Regions from separate parts of the Mus musculus genome. Here region 2 is linked to region 1. Evidence: chromatin contacts called from public HiChIP or PLAC-seq data. All regions are on one chromosome and are shown on one strand. Each heading gives the region's core, a stretch centred on a gene start, on an enhancer-like site or on the middle of the called end of the contact. The rest is flanking DNA. Distances are from core to core; before and after follow the strand shown. Region 1 overlaps Ttc34 (tetratricopeptide repeat domain 34). Region 2 has its middle 27 kb from the start of Pex10.

The links. HiChIP or PLAC-seq counts read pairs in DNA pulled down with a chosen protein or histone mark.
Region 2: an H3K4me3 HiChIP or PLAC-seq map of forebrain shows a contact between it and region 1, with 2.2 times the contacts expected there. The contact joins two enhancer-like sites. A contact is called at or near these places in 12 of 39 promoter capture datasets (the C10 cell line, the HPC-7 cell line, cranial neural crest and 9 more), 7 of 484 Hi-C or Micro-C datasets (the 3T3-L1 cell line, bone marrow-derived macrophages, cortical neurons and 3 more), 11 of 115 datasets of contacts at active chromatin or transcription factors (bone marrow-derived macrophages, craniofacial prominence, embryonic basal ganglia and 6 more) and 3 of 9 other capture datasets (adipose tissue, liver and pancreatic islet).

What each region holds. Positions count from the first base shown.
Region 1 is chr4:154,854,912-154,857,681 of GRCm38.p6, reverse strand. It overlaps Ttc34 (tetratricopeptide repeat domain 34), which reads right to left. Exons shown (of 9, transcript NM_172878.4): 3 at 1,239-2,043. Among named protein-coding and RNA genes, the nearest start is that of Mmel1, 13 kb to the left of the region's middle. Within about 2 kb of position 1,376, at least 95 of the 459 cell types and tissues checked have an H3K27ac peak or open chromatin away from gene starts, as enhancers often do. A contact at or near this core is called in cortical neurons and forebrain, where this site is marked.
Region 2 is chr4:155,039,047-155,041,816 of GRCm38.p6, reverse strand. It overlaps a transcript of Plch2 not described here. Among named protein-coding and RNA genes, the nearest start is that of Pex10, 27 kb to the left of the region's middle. Within about 2 kb of position 1,381, at least 28 of the 459 cell types and tissues checked have an H3K27ac peak or open chromatin away from gene starts, as enhancers often do. A contact at or near this core is called in cortical neurons and forebrain, where this site is marked.

The DNA.
Region 1 (2,770 bases), core at 127-2,626:
TTTTTGTAAACACAAGAATCCATGGTTTAGCTTTGCTGGGTTCATCACAAAGAAACATAATAGCAATTCACACCAGGGCAGAGGAAGCTCATGGGGAGGTGTGGGGTGTGGACTGACAGTGGTGGGGGAGGGCTAGGCAGCTGGAGGTGCACACACCAGGCAGCAGTGTGTTACGTGTGTCTGGGAGGGGAGGGGAGGCAGCAATTGAAATCAAAGACCCTTCCTTGGAGCTGCCCACTGAGCCAGAGCTACACCTGTCCCCCCTTTAAGACAAAGAGTTGTGGAGACAAGGTGTCACAAATGCATTTAGCAACAAAGAGAAACTTAAAACTCATTATCTACTGCAGGTGGGACGAGCTTCAGCTTCAGCAAAAACTCTGCATTTTGAGACATTATGCACAAAAAGAAACAACCAGAACTATATACGGCAGGGAACTAATGTTCAAGGATTTTGTTTTTTTCCATTTAAAAAGGAAAAAGTGTGTGTGGTAGTGGTGGGGAGAGGGCAGAGAGGCGCCTCAGTGGTTAAAAGCACTTTCCCAGAAGACTGGGGTTCGATTCCCAGCATCCACCTGGTGACCGCAATTGTAATTCCCAAGAGCTGACGCCCTCTTCTGGCTTTTGCTGGCACTGCACACACGTGATACACATACAGTCCAGCAAATAAAAAAATTAAAAAAATAAAACAAGAAAATTATTTTAAACATTGTGTGTGAGAGCATGTGTGAGTATGTACGTATATGAGGGCAAGTGCCCTTGAAGGCCAGAGGCATGGAATTCCTCTGAAGCTGGAGTTATAGGCTGAGGTGAGCTACCTAAGGCAGGCTGCTGGAAACTAGGCTATCAGCACTCACGCTTAACTGTTAAGCCATTTCTCCTGCTCCCTGCCCCTTTCGATTTTGACTTTCTGGTTTGTTTGCATTTTGTGTTTTTGAGACAAAGTCTCACTCTGTATGTAGCCCAGGTTGGCCTGCAATTCACTGTGGAGCTCAGGCTGTCCTCCTGTACCAATCTCCCAAGTGCTGGTATTGCAGGTGTGAGCCAACACCTCCAGCTTGTTCCTAACTTTAAGCGGAGAACGCCCGCAGGGCACTACTTTCTGAGACCGGGGATCCTGAGATCTCAGCCCTGGATCCAGATCCCGAACTTGGCATAGGGAAGCCATCTAGCGGATCCCAGCGCAAATATCAGACTTTCCTTGCTAGCTTCCCCACCTCCGGCGCGGCGCAGGTTCTCACCCCTCCTGCGCCTGCGCAGCCTTCCCCGCGTAGCTCGGCGAGCGCAGCAGCATCTTGCGGCCCTCCTCCCGCAGCACGGTCAGCAGCAGCCCTCGCTGGTTCCAGGGCACGTAGGCCTTGGCGATCAGCAGCGCCTCCTCTGGTCGCAGCCGGCAGGCGGTGACATAGTCCAGCGCGCCCAGGAAGGCGCTACCCGCCAGCACGCGTAGCAGCCCTCGGCCGCACAGCGCGCGCACGCAGCCTCCCGCGTGTGGCGCCGCGCGCTCCACCACGGCCTGGAAGTCCTCGCGCGCGCGCCGCGCATCGCCCGCGTGCAGCGCGCAGAAGCCGCGCAGCGCTAGCAGCGGCGCGTGCTCTCCGGTGCGGTCCCCCGCGCGCTCCCCCGGACGCCTGGGACGGAGGAGGCGCTCACACTGCGCGCGAGCCCCCGCCACGTCCCCGGCCAGCAGCAGGCACTCGGCCAGGCGGATGCCCAGCGCTGGTCGCCGTCGGGCAGGTGCCACGCGAAGCAGGACGCGGAGCGCGCGCGTCACGGGAACCAAGAGCTCGCGGTCCGCATCCCGGCGCAGCTCGCGGCTTCGCACAGCCTCCAGGAAGCGGGCAAAGCCCAGGCCCGCGGCCTCCTGCGCCTGTGCCTGCAGGCGTTCGCGGTCCTCCGCGGACAGCAGGGCCTGGAACTGCTTCCGTGCGCCGGCGGGGCTCTCGCAGAAGGCCTCCTGTAGGTCCCGCAGCATGTCCCCAGCTGGTCCATCCTGGAAGAAGGTGGCGGCCGCTCGGGTGATCAGCAGGGCCGCCAGGTGCTCACCTAGGGACAGAAACAGGTGTGAGCCTGACTTCCTACAGCTCGCTATGTCAGCTCAGGGCATCTCCCCAAAGTCTGCTAGAATCCAGGGCTCCAGAGAACCACAAGGATGACTCCGAGCCCATGGGCACCCAGAGAGTGATGCTACAGGACTTGTGCCAGCACCACAGCCAGCAGCTCCCGGTGCCACCCAGCATTGCTCCCTCAGAGTGACTCTTGTAGGCATCACCTCTCAGCTCAAATGGAAGTTTATTTCTATTCCTTTCTGCCCTGACTTTTAGTGATGGGCTTTAGTTTCCTTTTCAGGGATGTAGCCCCACCCAGCCCATTCTGTGAAGCTGGGGTTCCGACTCTGACTTTTAAGGGTCACCATTCCTGGACGTTTTTGCTGTTTTGCCTTCTTGGAACTCAGCACTTGTCTGTAGGAAACAGAGACAGTTAGAGGGTCCAGAAAGGAGGCGCTTCAGTTATCTGAAGTCCTTACCCGAAGAGTGGGTGGACTAGGTGTCTGCCCCCTCCACATTGTTAAGTGGAGAGTTACAGTTATGGACACTCCCCAGGGTCTGAGGATGGGTGTGGGGAGCACACTGCCACATCCCCGAGGCCAGCGCATCAACAAGTAACCGGTTTGCACAGACTGGTTGAGAAACCCACCACCACCAGTGTTCCCTGCCCAGTCCTGGTGGCAGAAGCCAAGGGTGGACACAAAACGTGAACCAAAGGTCTGCCC
Region 2 (2,770 bases), core at 132-2,631, 180 kb before region 1:
CCCCAACACATTACCTCTGCACCCATTCCACAGCCACACTCTCCACAAGTCCCCATGGGAAGGAAGGACTGGATTTTAGCTAGAACGAGAGAGACTGAGAGAGACTCACGCGGCAGCTAGTGTGTGCCATCAACTTACCTGAGGACTCCCTAAGGCCCAGCCTTTTAGTGTCCTTGTCCAGTGTAAGACAGCTGACCCCTCACACTCTTGGGACAGGAGAGGTTGGAGTTGGCCAATAGTGGCTGGACAGTGTGCGCCCGCCATTTGGAGCTCCAGGGGTTGGTTTGGTAGCTTTGACGCCCTGCAATTTTGCCCATCCAGGAGGCCGAGTAAGCCTGAGACGGAGGCAGGCCTGCTCTGTGTCACCCTCTGTAGGACTGGTACATTGCCATTAGGTAACAGCCGGGTGTGGGTCCAGAGAGTGTTTAGTAAGGGTGGGTTCTCCACTGGGGAACTAGGTAGGAATTCTCCTCCTTGCTGCTTAGGCTAGGCCTCTGGGTCCTGGGACTCCTGCAGGTCTTGCTCCTTACAAGTGAGAGAGGCCTCCTGCAGGCCCTCCCAGGGATAGGAAGCCCTGGTGCCTGGGGTTCTCAGCACCACCACCAGTAGTTCAGGTTACAATAATCCCCCACCCCACACTCGGCTTGCTGTAATCGGCAGCAGCCAGGTTCGACAATATGAGTTGTAATTGGATTTTAATTTTTAATGCCTGCAATAGATGAAGAGCTACGGGCCAATTTGTATAGACTCAGTTACTCTGCACCTAACAGGACTACTTCATTATCTGCCAAGCATTGCACCCGCCCTGCCTCCTGCTCCCGGGAGGGAGGGGTAGTGAGCCTGGTCCAGAGTTTGTGCCAGTAACCTGAAGGCTGCCTGCCACCTGCTGCAGTGGAGGAGCTGCAGAGGGAACGGGCCACCTCCCGTACCTCAGAGTGGGCTGGAGACCAGTGCTGCCTACCCCTCTTCCTGTACCACTGCAGCTCCCAGTGTAGCTTTCTGGGCTCTGTCTGCCCTTGGCTGCCGGGTTGTCCTCTAGGGCCCAGGCATCAATATGTCCAGCCAAAACTGCAGCTGCCATCTCTTGGCCAGGACTCTTGACCCCAAGATCTGTAGGCACAGGTGGCCGTGGAGCCTCTGGACTCCCTGGTCACCCTGAGCTGTGGATGGGGAAGGGAACCAGGATTGCATGCAGTAGGTCTCCCAGGTGCTAGAGATGGGGGAGCCACAGGGCAGAGGGCACATGGCCTCCACACAGACTGAGTCTTGAATAAGGAGCACAGCCCTTTTCCAGTGGTTCCTCCCACCTCCCCAGCTGGAGGGGTCCCAGGGCGAGGCGCTCATCTGCGACCGCCCTTTAGATTATTCTTAGGTCTGTTGTATAACAGGCAGCATCGCAGGCAGACGGAGGAAGGGCTCCTGGAGACGTCTCCAGTGGCAGCAGCTAGCCAGCCGGGAGTGAGCTTTTGTCCTTTCTGCCTGCCCAACACAAAGGGACAAAGGAGGCGTGTTCTACCACCCAGTCCTGCCAAGGGCTAGCCATGCTGGGCAGTGGGGAAGGATTCAGAGTTGTGGGGTTTCAGTGCCCCTTGGCCTCCCAGAGTTCTCTGGGTTGAGGGTGAACCTGACAAGGAGCTTTCCCAGACTCCTGCTTCTGTAGCCTTATGTGCAAATGTGTGTGTGTGTCTGCGTATATGCATGTGTGTGTGTCTGTGTGTGCATGTTCTGTGTGTGCATGTCTGTGTCTATGTGTGTGTGCATGTATCTGTCTGTCTGCCTCTGTATGCGTCTGTGTGTGTGTGTGTGTGTGTGTCTGTATGTGTGTGTCTGTCTATGTGTGTGTGTCTGTGTGTGGATGTCTATGTGTGTCTGTGTGTGTGCCTATACCCTCCTCCCAGGGCTGTGCTGAAGCGGGAGTCTGAGGACGGAGCAGCAGTGCCCACCGTGGCACAGAGCTTCCCACCCCTTGCTCTTGCTCCTCTCTTCCTTCCCCATCTGTTCTGTTCTCCTTGCAGCTTTCAAGCTCATTTCTGGGGTCTCCACCCCAACACATTGGAGCAGGCTCCCCACACCTGGTTTCTGAGCTCCTGCTGGGTATCAGCTCCCAGCGGGCAGGGCATGGCAGGAGGAGTCATGTCTTATGACAAATAAGAGGGACTTTGGAGAGACTGACCGGCTGATTAGACTATGGAGCAGATGCTTCATGCCATCAGAGACTGCTGGAAAGGCCCCCACAGATCCCAGTTCATCTGCGTCCTGTGGGCTTATGGCCTGTATTACCTCATCTTTCCTCTTTGCTAGATCCTCTGGGATGCATGCACATACATGGATACATACACATTCGTGAGTATGTGTATATAACCTACACACACATGCATAATCTACGCAGACCTACTTCCAAGGCAGAGGAACAGCCTTGTGAAGAAGTGAACTGGATGTTGTTGTTGTTTTGTTTTTAAAATCAAGACAGGGTATCATTCTGTAGCTCAGGCTGGCCTTGAACTCCAGTCTTCCTGCCTCAGCCTCCCAAGTGCAGGGATTTCAGGCATGTGCCACCACACATGCTGGCTCTAGCTGGCTGACATTCTTTTTTCTTTTCTTTTCTTTTCTTTTCTTTTCTTTTCTTTTCTTCTTCTTCTTTTTTTTTTTTTTGATTTACTTATTGTTATATGTAAGTACACTGTAGCTGTCTTCAGACACACCTGAAGAGGGCGTCAGATCTCGTTACAGATGGTTGTGAGCCATCATGTGGTTGCTGGGATTTGAACTC